Linked DNA regions of Mus musculus: regions 1 and 2 are each linked to region 3. A link is a contact called in public HiChIP or PLAC-seq and promoter capture Hi-C data. All regions are on one chromosome and are shown on one strand. The core of a region is the stretch at or near the end of the contact, and the rest is flanking DNA. Distances in the headings are between cores, read along the strand shown. Region 1 overlaps Scd3 (stearoyl-coenzyme A desaturase 3). Region 2 has its middle 5.1 kb from the start of Gm35183. Region 3 holds the start of Ndufb8 (NADH:ubiquinone oxidoreductase subunit B8).

Region 1 (2,700 bases), core at 8-2,507, 330 kb before region 3:
AACACACCTTTAATCTGGGCTACGCCTTTCATCTGGGATTAAAGGTGTGGTGGAACACACCTTTAATCTGGGCTCCACCTTCTGCTGGAGACAATATAAGGACATTGGAAGAAGGGAGTCTAGCTCGAGCCCTTGCTCCTTCGCCTGCTTGCTGCGTGAGACTGAGTAACTGCTAGATCCTTGGACTTCCATTCACAGCTGCGACTGAACAATTGTTGGGAATTGGGCTGCCGACTGTAAGTCATCAATAAATTCCTTTACTATCTAGAGACTATCCATAAGTTCTGTGACTCTAGAGAACCCTGACTAATACAACCTTCGTGACCAAAGCAATTGGCAGAATAAGATCATGACTCCATGTCACGAGGACTGTCACTCCAGCACCCCTGTTAAGATAGCATTGTCTGTACTCTGGAGCCAATGCGCCTTGGTGATCTGCAGTGTGGAGCAGATTCGGACACTTTTCTTGGTACTCTGGCTCTGCTTTAAGCCTTCCTTCCCTTTCCTCCTGTGACGTCAGGGTTTGCCCTCCACTGGCTTCTCTGTCCAGGTACAGTTAGATCCTCTTCATGGGAAGACCCCAGTCACCACTGAGTCAGAGGCTGCAAACCATCTGAGGCCTCATCCCAGTTCAGAAGGATACGGTCAGCCCTTCCCTAGGGCAGACACCATCTCTATGGTTGTCCTGAGGTCCTATAGAAGGACCAGATGACACACAGGAGGCAGAAGAGAGGAGGAAAGAGACCACTTAGAAAACCGTTAACTCTTGATACAGAGGGACACATAGCAGTTTGTGCAATGTTTGGTATCTCCAATCTCAGCTAAGTTCTGTAGCCGCAGAGGTTCTATGGTTTCCAGATGGCCTTTAGGTACTAACAAGGCCTCAGTCCCACCTCCTAGTTCTACCAATCTGAGCAACAGATGGGTACACCCAGTGTCCACTCCGCATTAGAGAGACTGATCTTGTAGGCTTTGAGTTGGAGTGCTGCATTCCTATGAAATGTATGATACAGCTGAGACTGGATCAGTGCTCGGACCCTGCATGAACACTTAGCTTTTAACTTCATCAACATACTTACCAGGATAGTAAATAGCTAGAGACTGTTGGTGTTCAGACATCGCCACACAAACGGCGTGAACACTGATCTCAGTTAACTACTCAGAATAGTTATTGACTGCACTTTAATACTGGTCAGATCAGGAACAGAGCCCAGAATTATCAGAACTATGACAACAGATATCTTTTCCTGTCAGCTCACAAAGGATAAAACCACAAAAGCCACAGTGAGTTCACACACAGGAAGTACTGCCGGGTGGTCAGCTCTGACTCAAGTGATTTCAGACATAACAGTTCAAATTGTCCTTTGATTTGATGGGTCCTACACAAAGCTTTGTGGAATTTCTTAAGATTAGCAAAACTCATACCGCACATTCAGAACATACAGAACAAAACAGTATGTGGTCAGTATGTCCTTGAGCCAAGTCACTTCTGTGTATCTGGCAGGCATGTTACAGCAACAATATGAAATAGCTGACAGGCATGGTACAAAATGGCTACAGCTATGCTTGGAGGGGGAGGTGTCAAACCATAGCATTCCACCCTTTTTTGAGCTGTCCCAATGAGTCAAATCATTGACTCAAAATTTTTCTTTTCTGATGCTGGGCGTGGTGGCGCATGCCTTTAATCCCAGCACTTGGGAGGCAGAGGCAGGCAAATTTCTGAGTTTGAGGTCAGCCTGGTCTACAGAGTGAGTTCTAGGACAGTCAGGGCTACACAGAGAAACCCTGTCTCAGAAAAAAAAATTCTTTTCTGAGGCCAGGAGGACAAACTTTTATATCAGTCTTTGTTGGCTTAAATGTTTGACATTTTGATCTCCCTTCATAAGTGTTGCTTCTCTCATGCTGGTAGGTCTTGCTATGCTCATGCTTTTTAGGAAAGGCATTATTAGTGTTGGCACTGCCCTGGCCATCTGGGAATGGTGTAGAAGTCCCAGGTGTCCCTAACCTCCTTCTCCAGGATAATACTGTACCAGAGGCTACAGATGTACAAGTATGCAAAATTCAGAAGTTTCAGTGATGCTAAAGGGACTGATACAGGGGGTCAGTGCCAAGGCACAAGCAAACCAAGTGCCTTTTGGCGGTACTAAAGAGTAAGGGGAAACTCCTGCATTAGCATCTGTACATTATTACGGTGTTGCAGGTACTGAGACCGATATCTTATATAAGCAGAGAGACCTTGTCCTTTCTAGGACAGGGAGAGGGCATTAACATTCTCTTGGAACCACTGATGTCTAAGACCCTGTTCCTAGTGACCTGGACTCTCTGGATGGTGAATATCATCCCAGGGTCATTACCAGATGCATAAAGGAGGAGCCCCCAAATCTACCCTGTATCTCATAAATCATTTGTATCATTTTTATCTTAATTTGAGTGGGGTTGGTCTTCCCAAGTTTTCTAGACTGACTCAACCTTCTGTGGCTGAATATACTTATCTTTATCAGTTACCCAGGAAGCTAATGCTTTATCGCCCCACATATCACAAAAGCACACACCATGTCCCCTGCAAGTCAGGGTCTTCAACTGAGGGGCAGGCATATACCTGAAGGGTGGCCAAAGTATTTTCCATATTCTGGATCCTATATCCAAAGACCTAGAGAATGAGGGAACATATATGTTTGTGGCCTTTGGGCACCTGTTCCA
Region 2 (2,700 bases), core at 169-2,668, 290 kb before region 3:
TCTTCTTCTTCTTCTTCTTCCTCTTCCTCTTCCTCTTCCTCTTCCTCTTCTTCTTCTTCTTCTTCTTCTTCTTCTTCTTCTTTTGGTTTTTGGTTTTGGTTTTTGGTTTTTTTGGTTTTTGGTTTTTCAGGACAGAGTTTCTTTGTTGTAGCCTTCCTTGGCTGTCTTAGAACTAGCTCTGTCAATCAGACTGGCCACCAAGGCCCTCTACAACAGTTCATCACCCAAAACTCTTAAAACCATTTGCCAGTGACACCTAATCTTATCAGCCACAAGCCAACTTTTCCCCACCCTTAGCAAAAACAAAAAACAAAAAAAAACCAACGGTGCTGGCCTAGGAGGTACCCGCTTGCCTTGTACTTCAAGGATAGGGAGTTAAACAATTGATAACCCACATGTGCTACCACCCCCCACTCCCAGCAAGGTTTGCCAGGCAATCACCCAGTGTGTAGCATAAATCAGTGGTGTCAGGTTCAAAAGAAAACTCAAGACAGTTGGCCACCTGTGGTGCCTATTAGCATATCAAAGCGTCTGCTGATCTCGGGGCTCAGTGCCTGAGATTCCTCTCCGCTCTCTCCTGGCCCCTACCCTAAACTTCCCCAACTCTTGGGCTCCCCCGACCCCGACCCCAAGCTTCTCGTTCCTATATAACCCTGCTATTTTAGCCATTGTCCTCGTTGCCCTCTTGGGTCTTGGTCACCTTGGGTCCCTCTTTCTCTTGCTCTCCACTTTTCTCCCTCCTCGATGGCCTGGTTCTCTGCTGGCCATATTTAGTCTGCTCTGGACCCTTCCAGATGCCTCTGGCTGTATTCTCCCTCTAGAGTAAAGACTTTCTCCTCAACAATACCTTGGTGTCCCCATTTCATTCAAGTAATACTCCACTCCTTGGTATTGCCTACTAAGCACTTAAAGTGTCTACCTCAGCCAGTTCATCGACGGATCAACAACTGAGCTGGCTCCACCTTTTGGCAAGTGTAAAAAGCGCTGCAAATATTTGCGCACCAATATTTGGGTATCTGCTTTGGTTCGATTTGTGTACATATCCAGGATTAATTTGTTTGTATGTAATAAACTATTTAACTTTCTGTGGGGTCACCTCAGGCATACCTGTAACCCCAGCAAAACTACCGTCCTTCCGGTCCTTCAGCACTTAGTGCTGAGCGAATGCCCCATTAAAGCCCTCAGAGCATCCCGGGGAGGAGGGCAGCGACTGCGCGATAGGCCGCATCGCTGCCCTACCGCAGGCGGTGCTCACACTCCTACCCTGGCCCTCAGCCAGCCCACACCCAGGTCAACACTGGGAGCCGCCCGAGTCGCGGCCCATCACTCAGAGCCCCCAGGGTCACACCCGTCCACTCGGCCCACAGCGCCTGACTCCGCACAGCCAATCAGCAGCCGCGCTGCGACTCTGCCCGAGTCCGCGCCCATCAGGAGGCGCCGCCTCTGGTTCGGGAGGTGCCCCTGCATCTTGCGGTCGCCCTCCTGTTTGGAGCTGAGGGAGTTTCTAAGGGATGCTGTAACTACCCTCCACCCCCGCCCCCCAGTCCTCCCTCTCCGCCAGGGAGGAACGCAGAGACCTTGGGTGTGGGCTCTGGTCCTCCGCTGCGTTGGAGGTCGCGGGAGCAGACTAAACAGGGCAGGGCAAGGCGGTCACGTAGGAGGCAGAGTGCCACCTCAGCAAAGCATACGGAAGACTGGGTCGTGAAAGCATGAGAGAAAGCAAGCCAGCCAAGTGTTCCAGAGCGTTCCAGGCTGATGTCACCGGGGATGAAAGATTCGAATGCTTGCAGCTCAACTTAGCTACAGCTAGCCCCTGGCGCGCGCGCGCGCGCGCGCGTGTGTGTGTGTGTGTGTGTGTGTGTGTGAGAGAGAGAGAGAGAGAGAGAGAGAGAGAGAGAGAGAGAGAGAGAGAGAGAGAGAGAGACTCAGTCTTCCAAGCGCTGGGACTGCAGAAGGGCTTCTACTTAAGTCATGCTGTTACGTGGGTGCCATCTCCCCAGGCCCACTTACCTGGGTTTATAAAGCGAGCTAGTAACACTCAAATACAAGATGACGGTGTGGCTTTCCCTTTGCCTTAACATATACGCCATACCCTTGGTATACGCCACAACCTTGAAAATTAGTTCTTAATTTAGAATCCTCACACCAGTCAGACTTCTAGGACCAAAAGTAGTGGGCACAACCCCCACCCCCATCCTCATCCCCAAACTTTAGCCCTTTCCAGAAGGAAGTTTCCCTGAAGCTCATTAGCAATCCCCTTTCAGTAAACGTGCATCTTCACTGAATGTGGAGTTGAACACCACATACCAGGCTGTCTCTCTCTCTCCGTGTGGGTGTTCTCGCTTTACCACACTCCAGCTCCGGCACCAAGAAGTCCCCTGAAGAGGCCTGTCACCAGCATACACTGTGGGACCCAATTTAAGGCACCTCTGTCCACCAACATAAAGATATGTGTGTGTGTGTGTATACATATATATGTATGTATATATGTGTATATGTGTATATATACATACATACATACACACACACACACACACACCTTGCTTATTTCTTACTCAGTTTCATTTGGATTGTTCTTATGGAGAGATTTTTCTCAGCCAAGGCTCCCTCCTCTCCGATGATTCTAGCTTGTGTCAAGGTGACATAAAACTAGTGACACACAGGAGGGAAAGAGTGATATTGATTTACTTGTGTGTGTGT
Region 3 (2,700 bases), core at 116-2,615:
TAGGTACACATTAGAAAAGGCTTTTCTTCTCCATAGCTACTATGTTTCTTAACCACAAGTTGATGTATACCCTCATGCTTCAAACACCTCCTTGGAGGTCTCCCTTAACTTGGTTTTCCCCCCTAAAAATCCAAGGTCACCTTATACAGACTACTGCCCAGGCTGTTCTAGTCCACAACAAAGTAAAAAACAGACAATGGAAACTGGACACGTGTCAAAAAAATGATTGGAAAATAAAAAGAAAAGAAAAATGCTAACACAGGAAGTGACGATGATGTTTAACCACTATTCATAATTAACTTTGTTACAGGGGATAGATAGAGGGCCAGAAGGGACTAACACCAACTGAAGAATGAAGGCTGACATGGAGTGTAATCTGCTTAACCATCAGTGACATTTTCATATGCCTAATGGCAAAAAACAAACAAACAACCCCCTCCCCCAAAAAAGCCAGACATACACAAATATAGAGTACCCCAACCTCAGCAAGGTTCTCAGGACAGGGGTCCAGCTCCCGCCTGGTCAGCACCTGAGCCCAGCAGATGCTCAATCTAAATGAAACGCAGTGCTCTGGATGGAGCCATGGAAGAATCTCACTATTCTGGAGTCCTCGAGGGAGCTATGATAACCTCGGCTTCCTCATTTGAGCAAACAGCCTGAGCCAAGCAAAAAAAATGGAAGTCTTCTCGGCTGCAGCGGCTCAGCCACCCACTCCCACCTCCCCCAACCTAGAAAAGCACCCGCACTAATGACTCTGAGGGGTCACTACAAGGATCCGGGAGAAAACGCCTGGGTCGCACCACCCAATCCAACCGCCTTCACCGCTCCTGACCCGAGTCCTCTACCTCACTCACCCCATGCCATCATCGGGGTATGGCTCGTAGTCTTCCACTCGCATGTTATACTTCTTGGCGGCCGCGGCGCGTTCCTCTGGGGTCCTAGGATATGACCCCGGCAACATGTCCTTGGTCATATGGAAGGCTGGACGCAGAGGGATGCAGGTCAGATGGACACGGTGCTTTAGGCGCCCACCCAGAAAGGACTAAGCCGCAGTGACTGCAGAGGCTGTCGTTTCGCACCTTGCCGGACTACAGCAACCCTGTATCCCTTCTTTGGGCACACGAATCCACCGCGACCTCCCACCCCTTACCCCCAGCCAGGACACCTCCGCCACCGTCCCAAGGATGCCTCCATCCCGAAGCAGTAAACTTCAGGCACCCGCTTCCCACACCGTGCAGACCTCTCCGTGCCTCCAGTGGCACCACGCCCCGGGTTGTCCTCTGCAGCCATCGGACTCCCAGGGCCGCAGCCCGGGCGGCAGCCATCTTCACCTTCTCCGCGGTTCACTCTGCACATGCGCAAAAGCGGGTCACGGTGGCTGAGTCGGGCCAAACGGCGATCTCCGAAGCCAGCGCAGAAGTCCCGGCATCAAGCTGGGCGGGCTTTATTTAAATATGCTGTAGAGCCTGGACGGTGAGCGGCTGATGAGGTGCCAGGACAGACAGCAAGGAGAGAAAACAAAGCTACTGCTTACTTGATATTGCAAGTTACTGTATTCCTTTTCGCCTTCAACCGACTGAGGCCCTTTCGGGGCTGCGCCAGCCGAATATCTCAGACCGCTGTGCAAAGTAAAACCAGCCTTCTGTCCTCACACACAGTCCTTTTTCACATTTAGCTCTTGGTTTTGTTTGATCCTTTCTCCAAATCTCTTTCCTTATATACTCAAAGTTGTCTCAGTTCATCTAAATGTCTCAATCACCTCAACCCAACAAATACAAAAACCAAGCCGATTACTGGAGGCGGCTCGCCTGACCCAGCCCCAAACCTCCCATTTTTCAGGAAAAAAAAAAACAGATTTCAAACAGAAAGACCATAATTAACAAACTCTTAACACAGACTGGGAGACATGTTTGCATACTATTAAGTTTTCGTTTTATTTGTACAAGTAGGGTTTGGATATATTACACATTTTGAGTATGCACGTATTTCCATCAACTCTTTAGACACAATTACTGTAATAGAATCCCTTCTCAAATGTATACCAGATCGACAAACACAGGCGTGTACTATTCAACATATAGATTTGGGGAGGCCTACTGCAGTGCATTTTATCCTCTTGTAGTATCATTAGACATCATCAGAATTAATTTGACAGCATCTGCATTTAACTAATAGCAAACCCTGATCTCATGTTGCTTAAAAGCAATGTTGGTATAGGTTATTCATTTGTTTTTTTTTTATATTGTTTATATAGAACATAGCATATTCTTTTTTAAGAAGAAAATTATATGTATGGGTGTTTTGCCCACATGTGTGTTTGCACTCCACATGCATGTGGTAGTGGAGGAGACCAAAGGGCAGCAGATCCCCCTGGAACTGGAGTTTCAAAGAATCCACAGTTACCGTGGATTGTTGGCCTTCATTCAGGTGCTGGGAATTGAACGCTGGTCCTGGATCCTCTGTCCTCTGGAAGAACAGCCAGTACTCTTAACCCCCGAGACATCTCTCCAGCCCCACAGTGTACTCTTATGTGATGGTATATGCCTTTTGTAAAGTCAACACTTGAGAAATGAAGACAAAAAAAAAAAAAATCAGGAGTTAAGGCCAGCCTGGGCTACATAATGAGTCTAAGGCATATCTGGGCTATGTGAGACTGTGGCGGGGGTGGGGTGGGGGAGAAGTGTATAATGATTTTTAAGT

What was found. Promoter capture Hi-C pulls out the DNA fragments that hold promoters and counts their contacts. HiChIP or PLAC-seq counts read pairs in DNA pulled down with a chosen protein or histone mark.
Region 1: a FOXA1 HiChIP or PLAC-seq map of pancreatic cancer cells shows a contact between it and region 3. The contact joins the enhancer-like site here to the promoter of Ndufb8 in region 3. A contact is called at or near these places in 4 of 39 promoter capture datasets (the C10 cell line, cranial neural crest, liver and 1 more), 1 of 15 datasets of contacts at CTCF or cohesin (the NIH/3T3 cell line) and 5 of 115 datasets of contacts at active chromatin or transcription factors (craniofacial prominence, embryonic forebrain, forebrain and 2 more).
Region 2: a contact with region 3 is called in a promoter capture Hi-C map of fetal liver, with 2.2 times the contacts expected there. The contact joins the enhancer-like site here to the promoter of Ndufb8 in region 3. A contact is called at or near these places in 6 of 39 promoter capture datasets (the 3T3-L1 cell line, fetal liver, hippocampal neurons and 2 more), 2 of 484 Hi-C or Micro-C datasets (CD4 T cells and the N1E-115 cell line), 5 of 115 datasets of contacts at active chromatin or transcription factors (embryonic limb bud, embryonic stem cells, extraembryonic endoderm stem cells and 2 more) and 3 of 9 other capture datasets (adipose tissue, liver and pancreatic islet).

The regions. Positions count from the first base shown.
Region 1 is chr19:44,224,629-44,227,328 of GRCm38.p6, forward strand. The region is part of intron 2 of Scd3 (stearoyl-coenzyme A desaturase 3); the gene reads left to right. It also overlaps a transcript of Pkd2l1 not described here. Among named protein-coding and RNA genes, the nearest start is that of Scd3, 23 kb to the left of the region's middle. Within about 2 kb of position 1,258, at least 39 of the 459 cell types and tissues checked have an H3K27ac peak or open chromatin away from gene starts, as enhancers often do. A contact at or near this core is called in the NIH/3T3 cell line and pancreatic cancer cells, where this site is marked.
Region 2 is chr19:44,265,728-44,268,427 of GRCm38.p6, forward strand. No RefSeq gene overlaps it. Among named protein-coding and RNA genes, the nearest start is that of Gm35183, 5.1 kb to the right of the region's middle. Within about 2 kb of position 1,419, at least 306 of the 459 cell types and tissues checked have an H3K27ac peak or open chromatin away from gene starts, as enhancers often do. A contact at or near this core is called in the N1E-115 cell line, adipose tissue, embryonic limb bud and 8 more, where this site is marked.
Region 3 is chr19:44,554,077-44,556,776 of GRCm38.p6, forward strand. It overlaps Ndufb8 (NADH:ubiquinone oxidoreductase subunit B8), which reads right to left and starts at 1,366. Exons shown (of 5, transcript NM_026061.3): 1 at 1,241-1,366; 2 at 855-981. The coding sequence starts at 1,325.